Linked DNA regions of Sus scrofa: region 2 is linked to region 1. A link is a contact called in public HiChIP or PLAC-seq data. All regions are on one chromosome and are shown on one strand. The core of a region is the stretch at or near the end of the contact, and the rest is flanking DNA. Distances in the headings are between cores, read along the strand shown. Region 1 holds the start of TPM1 (tropomyosin 1 (alpha)). Region 2 holds the start of TLN2 (talin-2).

The links. HiChIP or PLAC-seq counts read pairs in DNA pulled down with a chosen protein or histone mark.
Region 2: a contact with region 1 is called in an H3K27ac HiChIP or PLAC-seq map of skeletal muscle, with 2.3 times the contacts expected there. The contact joins the promoter of TLN2 here to the promoter of TPM1 in region 1. A contact is called at or near these places in 2 of 5 promoter capture datasets (fetal skeletal muscle and liver) and 1 of 2 datasets of contacts at active chromatin or transcription factors (skeletal muscle).

What each region holds. Positions count from the first base shown.
Region 1 is chr1:109,013,972-109,017,924 of Sscrofa11.1, reverse strand. TPM1 (tropomyosin 1 (alpha)) reads left to right here and starts at 1,975. Exons shown (of 10, transcript NM_001097483.2): 1 at 1,975-2,167; 2 at 3,241-3,366. The coding sequence starts at 2,054.
Region 2 is chr1:109,678,442-109,682,394 of Sscrofa11.1, reverse strand. It overlaps TLN2 (talin-2), which reads left to right and starts at 1,732. Exons shown (of 59, transcript XM_021094283.1): 1 at 1,732-1,861.

The DNA of each region.
Region 1 (3,953 bases), core at 726-3,225:
GGTTTGATCTCTGGCCTCCATCAGTGGGCTAAGGATCTGGCATTGCTGCAAGCTACAGTGTAGGTCGCAGTTGCCATGGCTGTGGTGTGGGACACAGCTGTAGATCCAATGTTACCCCTGGCCCAGGAACCTCCATATGCTGCAGGTGCAGCTGTTAAGAAATAAAAGAAAAGAAAAAGAAAACTGAGGTTTAAAGAGGTTGTGACATGGCTAAGGCCACCCTGCAAGGGAGTGGCCAGGCCAGGTTTGGATCCCAGGTCTAACTCTGAGCTCCCTACTCATGCCCCACATGCTGAGCACCAAGTTGGGGAGCCAGCTACAGGCATCTGATAAGTTGTCTCTAGGCCTGGAATGTTGTCAGTGCTCCAGTGGTTGGGTTCATCTGGTGATTAAAGGGTCCTGGTGAACTTCTGTGCCATGCAGCATTTATGCATGCAGATCTAACATTCTGACCCTTAGGTCAGGGTATTTTTACCTTCTTAGGCAGTTGGGTTAATGGAAGAAACCTGATAAAATCCTGGAGAGGAACTTGATCATTCTCTGAAGGACTTACAAGTTGTTTGGCCTGCCTAATCTGCTCAGATGCCGTCCGGGGAATATTCGGTATCCATGTAGTACAGGTTGTGAATTATTCTGTGGGGACTGTTAACAAGACCCTTACCAGCTCTGCCTCAGCCAGACTCAAGCAGGGCTTTGGGGCAGCCTCTTTTCTTCCCCTCCCACCGAAGCTCTAAAAAGAGCAGGCTTTTTCCCAGTGGGGGCTGGGAGGAGTAAGAGGTGTAGGGGAAATGCTTCTGCCTCCAAGCAGAGCTTACTACACAGAGCTGGGCCTGTTCCCTCCAAGTTACAGCTGTAGATATGATGACTTGGCTGGGATAACATTTATCCCATGTTTTGGCAACCTACTACCTCAGTGCTTAACATGGAAAGAGGCCAATTCCCTCAAATCGGTGCAAGAAAAAGGAGAAAAAGTTAGATCTGGAGGCACCTTGGGGCTCATCTACCCCCTGGATTGAAAGATGAGGAAACTGCAGCCTGGCGACTAAGTCACTTATCAAGGTCACAGAGCTGCTGCTGATTAAGACCAAAGACCAAGTTCCCTGCTTCTAAACTCAGTGGCCTCTCCCTTTAAACTCACATCCACCCACCTACACACCAACAAATACACCCCACCCTTTGCAAAAGTAGCCCACTCAGGCACACACAGAGATGAGTCAATGGGTCCTATGTCCCTAAAGTATACGACTGTCTCTCCCCTTTGGGACAGGGCACTGCATAAGACAAATTCTTAGACATTCTGACCCAGCAGAGAAAGTCTTTAGAGCAGCCCCCAGGCCTTCCTCTCAACTCTTCCTTTCTCTACTCCTGTTGAACTTCCAAAACGTGAAAGCCCTGGCTCACACCAAGTAGGGTGAGAGCTGCCAGGAGAACCCTTGGGGAACAGTGCCCAGAGCGAGCTTAGGGGCCGGGGACCCCGGGGCCTGATGCTTAACGCGCCGGGGCAGAGGTGAGGGAGAAGCGCATCCACTGTCTGCAACCCCCCTCCGGCCTTCTGCCACTCCAGACTCTAGGCTAGGGACCTTAAAGGCGGGACTTGGGCTCTGGGAGGAGGGGGCACGAAGGGCAGAAGGCAGAGGTTAGCGCCTCCGCCCCGGCTCGGCCCCTGCGAGGCCCCGGTGCCCAGTCCCTGGCGCGCAGGTTTGGAAAGCGGGAGGCCTCGCCCGACAGCCGCCTAGGCTGCTCGGGTCCCCATATATAGTCATATCCACCGTCAACTGGGAGGCCGGCAGGCGGCAGCGAATGGGCGTGCGGCCCCCGCGGGAGCAGCGGGGAGGGCGCAGGGGGGCGGAGGGAGGAGAGGGGGAAAGGGGGCAGGAGAAAAAAGCTTTTCCAAAAAAGTATTGGCTGTCTTGAGGAATGCGGTCGCCCCCTTGGGAAAGTACATATCTGGGAGCAGCAGGCAGCTCAGCACTCGCACTCCAGCTCGGCCGCTCCACCGCGCGCTCGCCTCCCCGCTTCTGCCGCAGCCCCAGGGCCCCTTACCGCCGCCACCATGGACGCCATCAAGAAGAAGATGCAAATGCTCAAGCTCGACAAGGAGAACGCCTTGGATCGAGCGGAGCAGGCGGAGGCCGATAAGAAGGCGGCAGAGGACAGGAGCAAGCAGGTCTGCGCCTCCCCAGCCTAGCGCCCGCCGGGGGCTGGGAGCCCCCGGACCTGAGCCTGGCACCCCTTCGCGGTCCCTCAACCTGAGGACTCCGGGAGCCGCCCCCAGCCCTGGGCTTCTGAGAAGGGGGAGGGGAAGAGCGAGACTCGGGCGTATTCTAACTTTTTCTCGTCTGGGGACGCTTATTTCCCTACTCTGGTTCCCAGAGCCCGCGAAGTCCATTCAGGTCCTAGAGGCACTTGATTCTAAGGATCTGAAATCAGTTTGGGATCGGCGTAGGGATGCGTTTGAAGGGAATCAAGTCCAGAAAGTATTACAAGTTCTTCTGGATTTTTCACTGGAGAGAATAAAACTTTTATGTGGAATAGAGACGGGGCCGGGGGCGGGGGCAGAGGGACGGGACAGTCCTGGAGTTTTTTCCTAAAAGCAAAGATGGGACAGAATAAACAATAGGCCCGAAGTCTAAGGAGACGGGAGCGTTTTTCTGCACCCCCAAGTTGGACTTGAGTCCACTGAAACCTTGGCAGGAGTCTTGTCCCGGAGAAGGTGGGGGTGCTGAATGGGCTAGGGGCTAGACGAAGTTATCCAAAGGCCTTTGAGCCCCACTTCGGCGGTGCCCCAAACCCAGAGGACCCCAGCCAACCCGGTGCCCCGTGTGTTGTGTGTGTGTGTGTGTCTAACACCCGGTCCGTGCCGGCCGCCCGCGCCCGCCCGCCGCCGCCACCCCGCGCCCCCCCCCTCCCCGCCCCCAGCTCGAGGAGGACATAGCGGCCAAGGAGAAGCTGCTGCGGGCGTCGGAGGACGAGCGGGACCGGGTGCTGGAGGAGCTGCACAAGGCAGAGGACAGCCTCCTGGCCGCCGATGAGGCCGCCGCCAAGGTACCCAGGGCGCGCGGCGCGGCTCACGAATGGCTAACTCTGTCTCTCTCTCTCTCTCTCCCTCCCTGTCTTTCCCTTTCTCTCTCCCGCTGTCCCTGTCCTTCTGGCTCTGTGCACCCATATCCCATCACTGCGGGATCACGCTGCCTGCTGCACCCCCCCCTCCCGCCCCCGTCCCCCACGGCCAACTCTCAGCTGGAAGATGAGCTGGTGTCGCTGCAAAAGAAGCTCAAGGCCACCGAAGATGAACTGGACAAATATTCCGAGGCTCTCAAAGATGCCCAGGAGAAGCTGGAGCTGGCGGAGAAAAAGGCCACCGATGTAAGTGCACACACATACTGCCTCCCTCACCTCCTGCCGTTGTGGCCGATCTGGGGTCACCATAGGGGCTAAAGAGCAATGGAGGAGGGTCACCTTCTCTTGTCACCTCCTCCTGCTGGACACCTGCACACAGCCTGCCATGGCCGAGAGCACTGGATGCTGCCTTCGACTGCTACTGCACACATTCATTTTTATTTCTTCCATTCCTCTCTCTTTTTCTCCTTCTTTCCCCCACCCGAGGGGGTGGAGGGGGGGTGGGTGAGAAACTGGGAGAATAGAGCAACTGAAATTGGACTCTGGAGGTGAACTCTGCCTCCTTGGTGACAGAAAACCTCTGAGGTGTCATCGCCAAGGTTTGTACAAACAGAATGCCTAGCTTTCTTCACTTTCTTCCTTTTTGCCATTTCTGGTGGGTGGGAAGGCCTGGTTTTCAGCAGTGGGTCTAGTCAGGGTACAGAGGGCCTGGCCTCTAATTTGAAAAAAATGGCACCATGCTACTTGTACTTAGTAGGCTGAGCTTGATGGTGGACCATAGAGACACTTGAGGCCTCCTTTCCCACCAGGAAAGCCTTAATCCAGTCCTTAAG
Region 2 (3,953 bases), core at 483-2,982, 660 kb before region 1:
GGGTCTAATTGGTGCTGTAGCTGCCGACCTACACCACAGCCACAGCAACATGGGATCCGAGTCGCGTCTGCAACCTACACTATAGCTCACGGCAATGCCAGATCCTTAACCCACTGAGCGAGGGCCAGGGATCAAACCTACATCCTCATGGATGCTAGTCGGGTTCATTAACCACTGAACCACGATGGGAACTCCACCAATTTCTTATAGAAAGCAGTAAACGGAGTTCCCTTTGTGGCATAGTGGAAACGAATCTGACTAGGAACCATGAGGTTGTGGGTTTGATCCCTGGTGTTGCTCAGTGGGTTAAGGATCTGGTGTTCCTGTGAGCTGTGGTGTAGGTCGAAGATGCGGCTCAGTCCTGCGTTGCTGTGGCTGTGGCTGTAGCATAGGCCAGCCGCTGCGGCTCCGATTAGACCCCTAGCCTGTGAATCTCCACATGCCATGGGTACAGCCCTAAAAAGCAAAAAAAAAAAAAAAAAAAAAAAAAAAAAAAAAGCAGTAAACAGTTATTTTTTAATCATGCCCTGAGGTGGCTTCCTGCCACCACCAGTTACTGTTAGACTGGTGAATGTTTAAAAGATGTGATGAACAGAACCCCTTTTCCTGTGCAATTAGAAGCAGCCTGTGGGAGTTCCCGCTGTGGCTCAGTGGTAGTGAATCTGACTAGTAACCATGAGGATGTGGGTTCAATCCCTGGCCTTGCTCAGTGGGTTAAGGATCTGGCATTGCTGTGAGCTGTGGTGTAGGTCACAAAGAGGCTCGGATCTGGTGTTGCTATGGCTGTGGTGTAGGTCTGCAGCTACAGCTCTGATTTGACTCCCAGCCCAGAAACTTCAATATGCTGAGGGTGCAGCCCTAAAAAGACAAAAGGAAAAAAAAAAAAAAAGAAAAAAGAAAAAGCAGCCTGTGCCCTCCAACTTTAAAACTTTCTCAGATTGCCAGTTAATTGGTTCTGTGACTGTGCTTTTTGATTTATAAAGTTTATTCCCTGCAATAAGTTACACTTACTGTCCACTAATGGTGTAAAGATCTCTATGGTTGTGATAAAATCAAGTCCATTTACCTGGAGGAGAACATGCTATTGTTTGTATAGAGTGTCCAGCCTTATCCAATGTCCCAGTGGACTACTTCAAGATAGTTTCAATTTACATTATCTCCAATTCATAGAAACAACAATTTCATGCTCTGAGAAACACTAAAAAGTTGTAGCAGTTTAATTTGTGAGTAACCGAAGAGATGTGCTACCTATTTTGGGGGGAAAGGGGTTCATCCTGGTCATCTTATACTAGGATTGAAAAAAAAATACGACCTCTCATTGTATTACAATTTTTTCTTGAATTACAAAAGCAACGTGTCCCTTACAGAAAAATCAGAAACTAGAACTAAGCAGAAAAAGAAAAATCACCTACAACCTTACAAAAATCTAGATGTTAATGGTCTTAGTGTTTATGGGTCCAGTCTTTTCTGCTTCTCTTCACACATCATAGTTTTAAAAATGGGATCATATGGTACACAGTGTTTTGTGATTTGTCTCCCGGTCTCCTTAATAACTTCAAATTGTTTCAGGCCATCCTACAACACTTCCTAATGGCTGTGTAAATCAAAGAGGTATGTAATTGACTTTATTTAAGGGCACAGTAGGCAGGAGGAAAATTTCTTCTTATGAATTTCATAGATTATGCCCCTCATTCCTAAAGCCGGTCTCTAAATCACTAAATGACCTCTGCCCAGGTGTCGACGTGTGTAACACGTGAGAAGAAGGACGATTCCGCTTAGGGTTCCCGCTGAAAGCTTCGCAATAGGACGCCACAGCCCATGAGGATCCTCCCGTCGGAACCGCACCTCGCTTCCTCCAGAGGTAGGCTAGCGGCCCTGGGAAGCGCTCTGCGGACCCAGGGGCCCCATTCCCCGAGACGGTGCATCCCTCTCCCCCTTACAAAGCAGAGCCCGAGTTTTGCGACAGTTAGGCCGGCGCGTCCCTTAGGCTCGCGGACCCTCTTAAGACCGGATGGCGGGCTAGAGACCCAGGAGGGGACCCAGGGCGCCCGAGCCGGCCCAACTCCGGTGCCGCGCTGCGCCGCGACCGGACCGGAGCCGCGCGGGGCCGCGCCGTCCCCGAGTGATGACGCGCTTCCTGCCCTCCCGGCGCTCCCGGGCCGTGCGCTCGCGCTCGCCCTCGGCTCTTGTTCCGCGCCTGGAGCCAGCGGCGGCGGCAGCGGCTGAGGCGGCTGCGGGAGCAGAGCGGTCGCCGGGCGCGCGGGGGGACGCCGGCTGCACTCCCGGGCAGGCGCTCTGCAATGAGACAGTAAATGCATTCCCCGGTAAGGCGCACGGCTCACTCGGGTTTTCCTCTTCCTCCACCTGCATGCATGTTGCATGAATTTCTCGTGTCTTTTCCCTCCCATCTACAGAAGGAAAATGTGGGTGGTTTACCCCTTCCTTTTGCATCTCGTGAGTGATAGCAATGCAGAAAAAACCCCTTAAAGCTCTCAGGTTTGATGTTTTAGGAGGGCTTTTTGCAGGAAAATAAAAATAAAATAAAATTAATGCACCTGTCTATTGCACATTATGTTTCACTGCACTGGACCTGGGCGCCGCGGTTTGCAAACAGCCTCGTAGCCGGCGAGCAGATACCTAGCTGTGAGCAGCCGGTCCCCTCCGGGGCTCCCGCTAGGTTTCCGGTAACTGGGCTTTGAAAAGCGGCCCCGCCTGCACGCAGTGTCCCCTCGGCCCCGGCCGGGCCCCCGCGCCGGGAGAGTTGGCGCGGGCGGAGCGGCTTCATTCCAGCACTGGTCGCCCCGACTCTAGCGCCACTTTGCAAACAAGTCTCCAGCCAGGCTCCAAGCAAGACTGCCGGCTGGTGCGGAGCTCTTTTCCCAGTCCCGGACTCTCAGACCTGCTGATTCCACGACTCCCCTTTACTTGGCATTCTCGCCGCAAGCAAACTGCTGGCTGCTGAGGGACCAGGAGCGAGGGGAGGATTGGGATTGAGTGCCGCTGGCCTCGCGTTGGACGAGGGGCACCCTCCCCTACTTCGGCCTCAGGAGCTGAAATTTCGCGCCTGCCGGGAGCCAGGGGTCCTGGAGCCTGGCATTTCGAGATCCCCCGAGGGGACCGAGGAGCGACATTCGAGGGCGCCATATTTTCAGTGGGTCTTGGCTACGGAGGGGAGGGGGCGAACAGTTGGTGGGCCCCGGGGAGAGCGCGGCGTCCCCGCCGGAGAGGCTGGAGCGGTTTTCGCCCAGAAAGTTTGCGCGCCCAGGCCGGCACGGAGGCAGCCCCGTGGGGCGCGCACGGCGCCTGTCCCCGCAAGGGCGCGCGGGCTGCAGCGCGTCGTCAGGCCAGCTGGCCGGCATTGAGGGCCGAGAGCCGCCGTCGGGGACTGCGCGCTAGGCTCGCCTCCTTCCCGGGTCCCGCCGGCGCAAGGAACACGCCCCTCTCCTGCCGCCGCGGCCACCCGGGCGCTCCACCCGAGCCGTGCGCTTGGACGCGTCCCCCGGCAGGGTGCGGGTGTGGAGCGTTTTGCCGGCGTCGGGATCTGCCTGGGCGCCCCCCAGGGCGCGGGTGCTCACTCCCTGCGGAGACGAGGCGCCCGGGTTATCGTGTTAGGGCGGACGGCCTAGGGTGCGGTGGCTCCGGGGCCGAAGACCAGCCCGAGACTCCTCGCCTCCCTGGCTGCGGCGGCGACAGTGGCAGCGGCGGCGCCGGCGGCTGCGTGCCCGCCTCTTGCCGCGGTGCCAGCTCTCGGAGGCGAGGTAAGGGGGGCGTTTCCAGAAGTTGGGGCTTCAGGTGACGCATGGGGAAACTTGGATTTTTGCTGCCTGGGAAGAGCCCAGGAGACTTGGGGAAAGGAAGTTGATTCAGATTCCCCGTGTCTCGCTCGTGGTGAAAAACCTCTGGCTATTCCCAGAAGATAGGAAAGGAATGAGCTGAGGAGTTGGCGTGGTCCA